2 separate regions of the Monodelphis domestica genome follow, and region 2 is linked to region 1. The links are chromatin contacts, called in public Hi-C maps. All regions are on one chromosome and are shown on one strand. The core of a region is the stretch at or near the end of the contact, and the rest is flanking DNA. Distances in the headings are between cores, read along the strand shown.

Region 1 (3,832 bases), core at 747-3,246:
TGAAGTTGATTAAAGAAAAGACCTCTAATGATCCACCCTAGAATGTTGCTAAGGGTCAAAATCAAGCTTATAGACTTGTAGTTTCCAGAATATATATTTTTTCTTTTTTCGAAAATCTGGACATTAATCCCATTTTAAACTCGAAGTACACCTTTGTCTGTCCGAAAAAGCCAAATAACCAAAGCAAAGGTTTTGGTGACTTTTCATTATTATTGTCCACATTATTGCCCAGATTGTCTACTTGAGATGAAGAGTTAGACCTGGATACTGAAATATCCTGAATTTATCCCTTGCCTTGGGTCGGTGGGGTCAACTAACCTCCCCAAATTGAGGGTGTGTCCTTGGGCCTGAGGGAGAACATTCTGATGAAGATCCGAAAAGGAAGAGGAAATTTTTGCAAGCTCTGTGAGAAAGATCTTGCCTTGAAGAGCGTGTGTGTGTGTGTGTGTGTGTGTGTGTGTGTGTTTGTATGTGTGTGTGTGTATGTGAGAGAGAGAGAGAGAGAAAGAGAGAGAGAGAGAGAGAAAGAGAGAGAGAGAGAGAGGAGCGCCCGTTTTTATTCCGCCTTATAGCAAGACCACTGGGTGCTGCGTCTCCTTCCCGGGCTCAGCGGTCTCCAGGCAGTGACCTTTCTGGATACGAGGACAAAAGACTACTGGAGGGAGGAGGTTGAGAGAATATAATGGAGGAAGGCAGAGACTGCGAGAGCCACAGTGGCGTGGCGCCTTTAAGAAAGTAAGGCGGCGAACTCCAAGCTACGCCGGCTCTCTAGTCCCTGGGCCTGTGCCAGGAACCGCCGGGTGCAAAACGGGGAAGCGCCGTATAGTGATGTGCTGCCAGGCGAAGGTAAAGCAAGGCGGGTCGCGAGGCAGTAAAGCGCTGCTGCTGTTTGGCAAGCACTTCCAAGAGTGTCTCGTGTGGTCATTTTTTTTTTTTTGGCCAGAGAGGATTTTAAGGGCAGGGCAGAGGGGAATTTCTGGGATGCTCCGGAGCTCTGTGGTTCCCCGCCCTGGGCCCATATTCAGAAATATGCGGAGATCCCCGCAAAACCGAGTTTCCGCCAGGTACTGGAAGTTTCTTTGGGGGTTCCTGCCCTTCTATCCCATTCCCAGGCTTCTAGTCCTGGCGGTTGGGACGGGGGCCACCAAAGCGGAAAGCGGCCGTACAATCAAAAGGGGATTGGGGGAACGGCGGACCATTCCCCAGGGGCTGAAATGGGGGTTGGGATAGTAAAAGGAAGGGGGGGTCGCAATGGCCGCAATTGGGCACGACACAGATAGCCGTTGTCTCCTTTCTCTCCGCATTCGCCGCCGCGGCCCCCACCCTGGATTTTTCTATAAGGTAGAGTGCTCTTCTCCACTCCTACCCCTCACGCCCTCCACATTTCTCCCGGAATGGGTAGCGCGAAAAGGGAGCCGCAATTCCGCTTGAAAATATACGAAAAGATCATATGACGGCCACTTAGGGGCTAAAGCAAGGCGCACCCCTCCCCCCCTTTCCCCTGCCCCGCACCTCCCTTGAAAGGAAAAATGAATTAAGAAGGAATAACCTTGTGCCGCGAACTCAGCGATGTCTCTCTTCCTTTCCAATTCCCCTCCCCCTAACTAACCCCCCCACCAGAAAATGCAAGAAGAAATGGCGTAGAGGTGGAAAAGAGATTAGATTTCGCTTCTCTCTCATCAATTTTCTGTTTAATGTCACCGGGCCCCATTGTGGGAGAGGGAAGCACGTCACCCATGCCATAAATTTGTGGTTATGGAGCGCCTGGCCGCCTCCCCGCTCTAATGGAATGGGATTTACTCGGTGCTAGCAGGTAGGGGACGCAGGAGCTGCAGCCTCGGGAGGATTTAAATAAAAATAAAATAAAATCTCACATCTCGATTTTTAAAAAAGTTATCTTTTCAAACCTCCAAATTCCCTGCTCAACTGGAGATCCAGAGCAACTCCCACTTTACTTGGGGGAGGGGGTGGATCCTTCCTCCAGGACAAGTCTTCGAGGTGTTGGGTGCCGTGCAGCACTCCCCCCCCCCCCTCCCTTCCCGACCCTGGATTCGGAGTCTGGAGAGGCCATCTCCCCGGGGAGATTCCGCCAGGACCTTGATCCTCTGAGTGGACCGCCAATCCCGGTAGGTGGCTTTGATTTGGATTGGGGCGGCTTGGCATTTCTTCTTTCGTTCTCTGCCGCGTGGCTGCTCCTGCGATGTAGGGGGTTTTCCTTATGGAGATGGGGAGGAAACTCCCCCTACCCCAGCTTTCTTCTCTCCTCCACCTTCAGTGTTTCTCCTCTCCAACCCTTCTCCCCCGAAGAAAAACACACGGCCTTCCCCACCACCCCCCTCTGCCGCTTGGGAGACTAAAGCTTCATGGGACGTGATGGGGACCCACCAGAGCAGGGTTTCAGGCTCGGCTTTATGCAGATCCGCCCCATTCTGTGTCCTCAGCCGCTGAGCTACTCCCCTCAGCGGGTGCAATGCAGGCAGAGATGGCTCGCCCATCCAGAGCTTACCTTTAACTTTTCTCAAACCCTTTTCTCCAGACCCGGTCCTTTCCAGGAAAAAAAAAAAAAGAGCACGCCCTCCATTTCCCTCCACCCCCATCAGTTCCCTACTTTTTTTCCACCCCACCCTCCATCAGGATCTTGCTTCTGAAAAAATTTTCCTAGCCCAGCCCACTGACTATCCATCCTTTGGGGTTAGACTGTTGGCTCTAAGAGAGTTTTTCTTTTCATTAAACGTGTTTGTTACCCTCACACACACTGAGATTTTAAAAAAAATAATAATAATTACTGCCTTAGTAGTGTCTGTGGTTTTTTATTTGTTTGTTTGCCCTCCTAAACTAGGAGTCTTTTGCATGGACATTAAAGGCTATTTATTTAATATATATAAAAGATATATGTATATATACATATATATTCAGCCACCCTATCCCAAGGGATGAAGAAGTATCAGTAAGGCTTTGGGAATTCGTTCCTTGATCTGGTAAAGATTTTCTATCTTTGCATTTTGCACATTATAAGTAATAATAACATTAAGGGCAAAAAGTCAAAGTAGATAGACATGGGAAACCTATTTTCCCCCTGCAGCCCACCTCTTGGTTGTGGGCCTTGGATTGAAGAAAGGTTTAAAAAATAATCTAGATTCCAGGTTGGCTTCATTTTCCTTCTATTCTAAACATGAAATCTTGCTCCCAAGGAACCACATGTTTGCCTTACAAGTTGCTGAGTTCCTCCTCAATTTGAACCAGTATCTGGACCTGATACCCCAGTCAAGAAGCAAAACTAGTAGCGATCGGAACTGGGAGCTATGGTTCGAACGTTTGTCCCACCGCAGCCAAGCTGCACCATCCTAACCCACTCCCAACTCCCCCCACTACATCTCCTGCGCACTTGACAGGAGGGAGAAGGTTATGGGGGCTAACCTCTCGAGGGGCAAAAGCGAATACTTACTCCAAGGGGAAATTTTTGCTCTCCTTTCCCCACTGCCTGAAAAGAACTCCATTCTTTTGGCGGCAAAGCTTGGTGAGGGGAAAGTATATTTTCATTACTGAGAAAGAAAATTCATTAAATGATTTTGAGGGGATGGACGTGGCTGTTTGCAAAAGTGGCGACTGCTCTTCTTTGATGCTCCGGCTTCCAGTTCCTAGGGAAGTAAAACGGCCGTTTGCACGTACAGGCCCCAATGACCGTGCCTGCTCTTGTCGCTATCTTCGGGAAGAAAAGGGGCTGTGTGGAGGGGAAGGTGGGTAGGGTGAGAGGTCCTCCGGATTCTATTCTCCCTCGGAAAAAAAAAAAGGTGTAAAATATATAGCTGTTTCGTCGGGTCTGGAAGCCACT
Region 2 (3,832 bases), core at 758-3,257, 76 kb before region 1:
TTCACCTGGAGGGGGCTTTCAGGAAGAGATCTGGCATACCAAGTTCCCAGCTAAATAAGAACTTTATCTCTCCTACTTACACGAAACAGAAAGTCTTCAAAGAAATCAAATTAAATGCAAAATTTTTTAATTCTTAACTAGGATTAGGAAGGGGAGAAATCTTTTTCTCATCTATAACTTTTGGGGGGGGATGATAAGCCCTCTTTAAAGATAACATAAAATGGACTTCCTGTTCTTTCCATATTTCGTTTCTTTTTCAAAAAGGTAGCTCTCAAAAGATGGTTGGAGGGAATTTTAAAGAAAAACGCTAAACTTGGGTGCTTTTCCTTCCCTTAAAAAAGAAATTGGACGGGTTTTTGTTGGAAGTGAGTGGGGGAAGGGAAGCCGACACAAGGGTGGGAAAGAAAGAATGATTAGCCAAGGGAGAAGTACTCCACGGGAAAAGTGATGAGGAAGCTTGTAGGGGAGCTATGCCGGTTCTTTCCACAATGCAATACCAAGTTCCCGGAGACCCAACCAGCAAAGGCCAAATCTAGGCGGGTTTTGAGGAAAAGCTGAGACTGTGGTCCTCAGAAAACAAAGCGCTAAGGCTCAAAATGTTTGGGAACTCTTGAACCGGCTGCAGTTTTTTTGGCTGGAAACCCGAGGCTACAGGAGGGGAATTCACTCCAACCATTGCATCCTTTCTCCCCCTCCCCATTCCCCCACCCGAGCCCCCGGCCCCAGCATGCGTTTGGAGTTTGAATAAGGTCTGTATTGCGGGGCTGCGAAGCTGGAACCAGCCTATAACTCAGCTCCCACAGTGGCTTAATTGCTTCCGATCCCCAACCCCGAGTAAAGACACGTTTACAAGAAAACCACTTACACACCAGCGGCGATTTTATTCTCTCTTTTCTTTTGGAGAGAAAATTAAAAATAATAATAATAATAATGAAAACCGCACGTACCTGGCAACTCTCCTGAGCTTCTGACCCTTCAGAGCTTCCGAAAGCTACAGAGAAGGAATTTACGACCCCCCACTCCACCCCCATCCCATCTCTCCTCCCCGCCAAGCTTCAGCAGAGTTATTCTGCAATAACCAAGACCATCCCGCTTGTGGGGATTCTCCTTGGCTGACCGGTTTTTGGGGTGTGGGTGTGGGTAAGGAGACATCCTTTTGCCATGGATAGAAAAAAAATTTCTTTCTTATCACTTAAAGAAAAAAAAAAAAGCCACAGAGTGGGTAGGGAGAGGTGTAGCTCCCGATTCCACTCGGCACTGTCCGCAGGTCATGTACCATTTGGCTTTGAGCAGTCAACTCCAGTTCGGTCTCCCAGCCCTTGCCGGTTCTTCTTTTGCACCTCTGCTCGGCTCCTGGCTCAACTGTACCTTTGGGAGGTCACCAGGTCTGGACTATTTCCCATCCTGTGGCAGCGAATATCTGTTAAAGCCTCAGGAAAAGTTGGGGGGATGGAGGTTCTCAGTCAAAGCACTTGGGGGAGCCCCCAAGAAAGACATTTAAGGAAAGCCCAGATTCTCTATCTGCCAGCGGCGAGTTTCGAAGAATCCAGTGACGCAGGCGGGGTGGCGCAGGTACCCCCTTCTCGTCTCCATAGCCTTTGGGAGTTGCCAGTATCTTTTCCATCTTCTTCCCAGCCACAGCCAGCTCAGCCACCCACCAGGCAGTGGCTCCACACAAATTGCTGCCTACGCCGCCACCTTCAGCTTTCTCCAGATCCTGGCTCGGAGAGCCGCCGAAATGCAAACCCCAGGCGCTGCCTCCTACAGCAGCTTCCAGCTCCAGGTCTCACCCCCGGGGAAAGAGGAGGCGGCGAGAGTAAGAGCAGGCGGAGAAAAGGAGGTGTCGGCAGCCACGGATTCTGTCTGGGAGTATCCCAGGCGAGAGGTAGAAGGGGAGGGGAGGGAGGAAGGCACGGGAGTGGTGGCAGGAGACAAGGGGAGGGAGGGGGGAGGCGGGAAGGCTGAGGGGTTGGGGGAAGGGAGGGCTTTGCTTCTTCCGTCTTGCATTTCCCACGCGGGCTTATTTAGTCAATGGAAGTACTTCGCCACGCCTCTTTAAGGAGGTGGGACCTATCCCTTTAGGATGACAAAAAAAAAAATCCCTAATTCAAACCTTGCAGTTAGTATTCAGTCAGCGTTGATTTCGGTACTAACCCTAGTATCCAGATGTTGTCGGAACTCTCTTTTCACCCAGTCCCTTATTGAGTAGCAGGTATAGACTAATCTAAGAGCGGTGCGGCTTCTTAGCCTGGGACAAATCAAGAACCACCTTAAATCTTGCAAACACCCTTTCCCCTCCCCCAAGATGAACACCACCTCTCCTCCTCCCTAGCCCAACTTCATTTCTCACACACTCAGCTTCCTCAACCAATCCTGCACCATGAAAGACTCTCCCTTTGTTTGTGCCCGGAGCCCCAGCCTATGAGAGCTAGGAAATAGCCACAATCTTCTACAAGGGGTGGATCCAATCGCCTAGTTGGTGGTGAGAGTTCGTAGCCCATAGGAGCTTCGGGCTTTTGACTCTCCCGGCTTCGTACCTTTAGCTTTTTCAACTTAATCCAAGGAGAGCTACTATACTACTGTACCACTAAATTCGTTGCCTGTGTGTTTGGCGGATATTTGAAAATTCCCCCCTCCCCCCAGCCTGACACTCTTAAGTCTGGATTGAAGGAAGAAAAGAAGTAGGAATGATGCATATCTTTAAATTTTTCCTTTGGGGGGGGGGGGTGGTGGTGGTGACTAAATTCACTAAAGAAAAACTGGCTCAACTTTCTTTTGGGTTTCTAAATTTCCGTATTTCTCCCTCCTAGTGTAGAAGGGCTAAACTAAAATACCATCGATAAAGCCAGAAGGATAACTCTGGTTATCTTCGACAAAAATTAGGCACAAGAATAATTTGATTGAGGGACAGCTAAGTTACACATTGCGAACCAAGCCTGCAGGAAAACCTGGGTTCAAATCCGACCTCAGACACTTCCTAGATGTGTGACTCTGGGTAAGTCACTTAACCCTGTTTGCCTAGTCTTTGCCCTTCTGTCCTTCCTAAGAATTGTTACAAAGACTGAAACTGTGTTGTTTTTAAGAATAACTTGAGAATATTCTACAGGTAGTATCTCAAAGCATTTGAGATCAGCAATTGTTTACCCTGCTTTTTTTCTACACCGTGGTGTCCCCAAGTATAAAAAAAACTTTAGTTTTAGTTTTAGAGTTAGGTATATGTATTTACATACATATATATACAAATACCTTTAGGCAAGTGGTGGGATTGTTGCAAAGTCAAACCATCTAGGTTTAAAGATTCCAAAAAATAGCCAAATGAGAATAAAGTTCTAATTAGATGACCCCTTAAATTACCTCCCAGATCACACCTTTTTTTTTTTAATAGTGCCTACCTAGATAGCAAATGGAAACTTTGTGGTGATTCATAGTATAGACATTAGGAAAATCACTCAAAAGTCAGAAAACTTTTTGTTCCCCCTCCCAAGTCCTGCACTATTTAGTTGTGTGAATGAGTTGGGCAAGTCATTTAATCTTTTGGGGTTTCTTTCTTCATCTATATAAAACAAAGATGAGACTAAAGGACTCTTTTAGCTCTAACATTCTAGTATTCTGTGCTTAATAATAGCTAATAATAATAGTGTTTATATGGTGTTCGCAAATGACTTTACATGCATCAACTTAGTTGATTCTCACAATAACTCTGAGGTAGATGCCATGATTATCCTCATTTTAAAGATAAGGAAACTGAGGCAGGCAAAGGTTAAATGACTTGTCCAGGATCACACAGCTAGTAAGTGTCTGAGCTCAAATTTGAACTCTGTTCTTCCTGACT

Evidence for each region. Hi-C and Micro-C count contacts between places; a contact is called where the count stands out from the background.
Region 2: a Hi-C map of spleen and liver shows a contact between it and region 1, with 4 times the contacts expected there. The contact joins the enhancer-like site here to the promoter of BAHCC1 in region 1. A contact is called at or near these places in 2 of 2 Hi-C or Micro-C datasets (limb and spleen and liver).

Annotation. Positions count from the first base shown.
Region 1 is chr2:232,257,180-232,261,011 of mMonDom1.pri, reverse strand. BAHCC1 (BAH domain and coiled-coil containing 1) reads left to right here and starts at 1,996. Exons shown (of 28, transcript XM_056817346.1): 1 at 1,996-2,126. LOC130457268 (a long non-coding RNA gene) reads right to left here and starts at 1,638. Exons shown (of 3, transcript XR_008916444.1): 1 at 1,550-1,638.
Region 2 is chr2:232,333,161-232,336,992 of mMonDom1.pri, reverse strand. No RefSeq gene overlaps it. Among named protein-coding and RNA genes, the nearest start is that of BAHCC1, 76 kb to the right of the region's middle. Within about 2 kb of position 2,007, at least 2 of the 2 cell types and tissues checked have open chromatin away from gene starts, as enhancers often do. A contact at or near this core is called in limb, where this site is marked.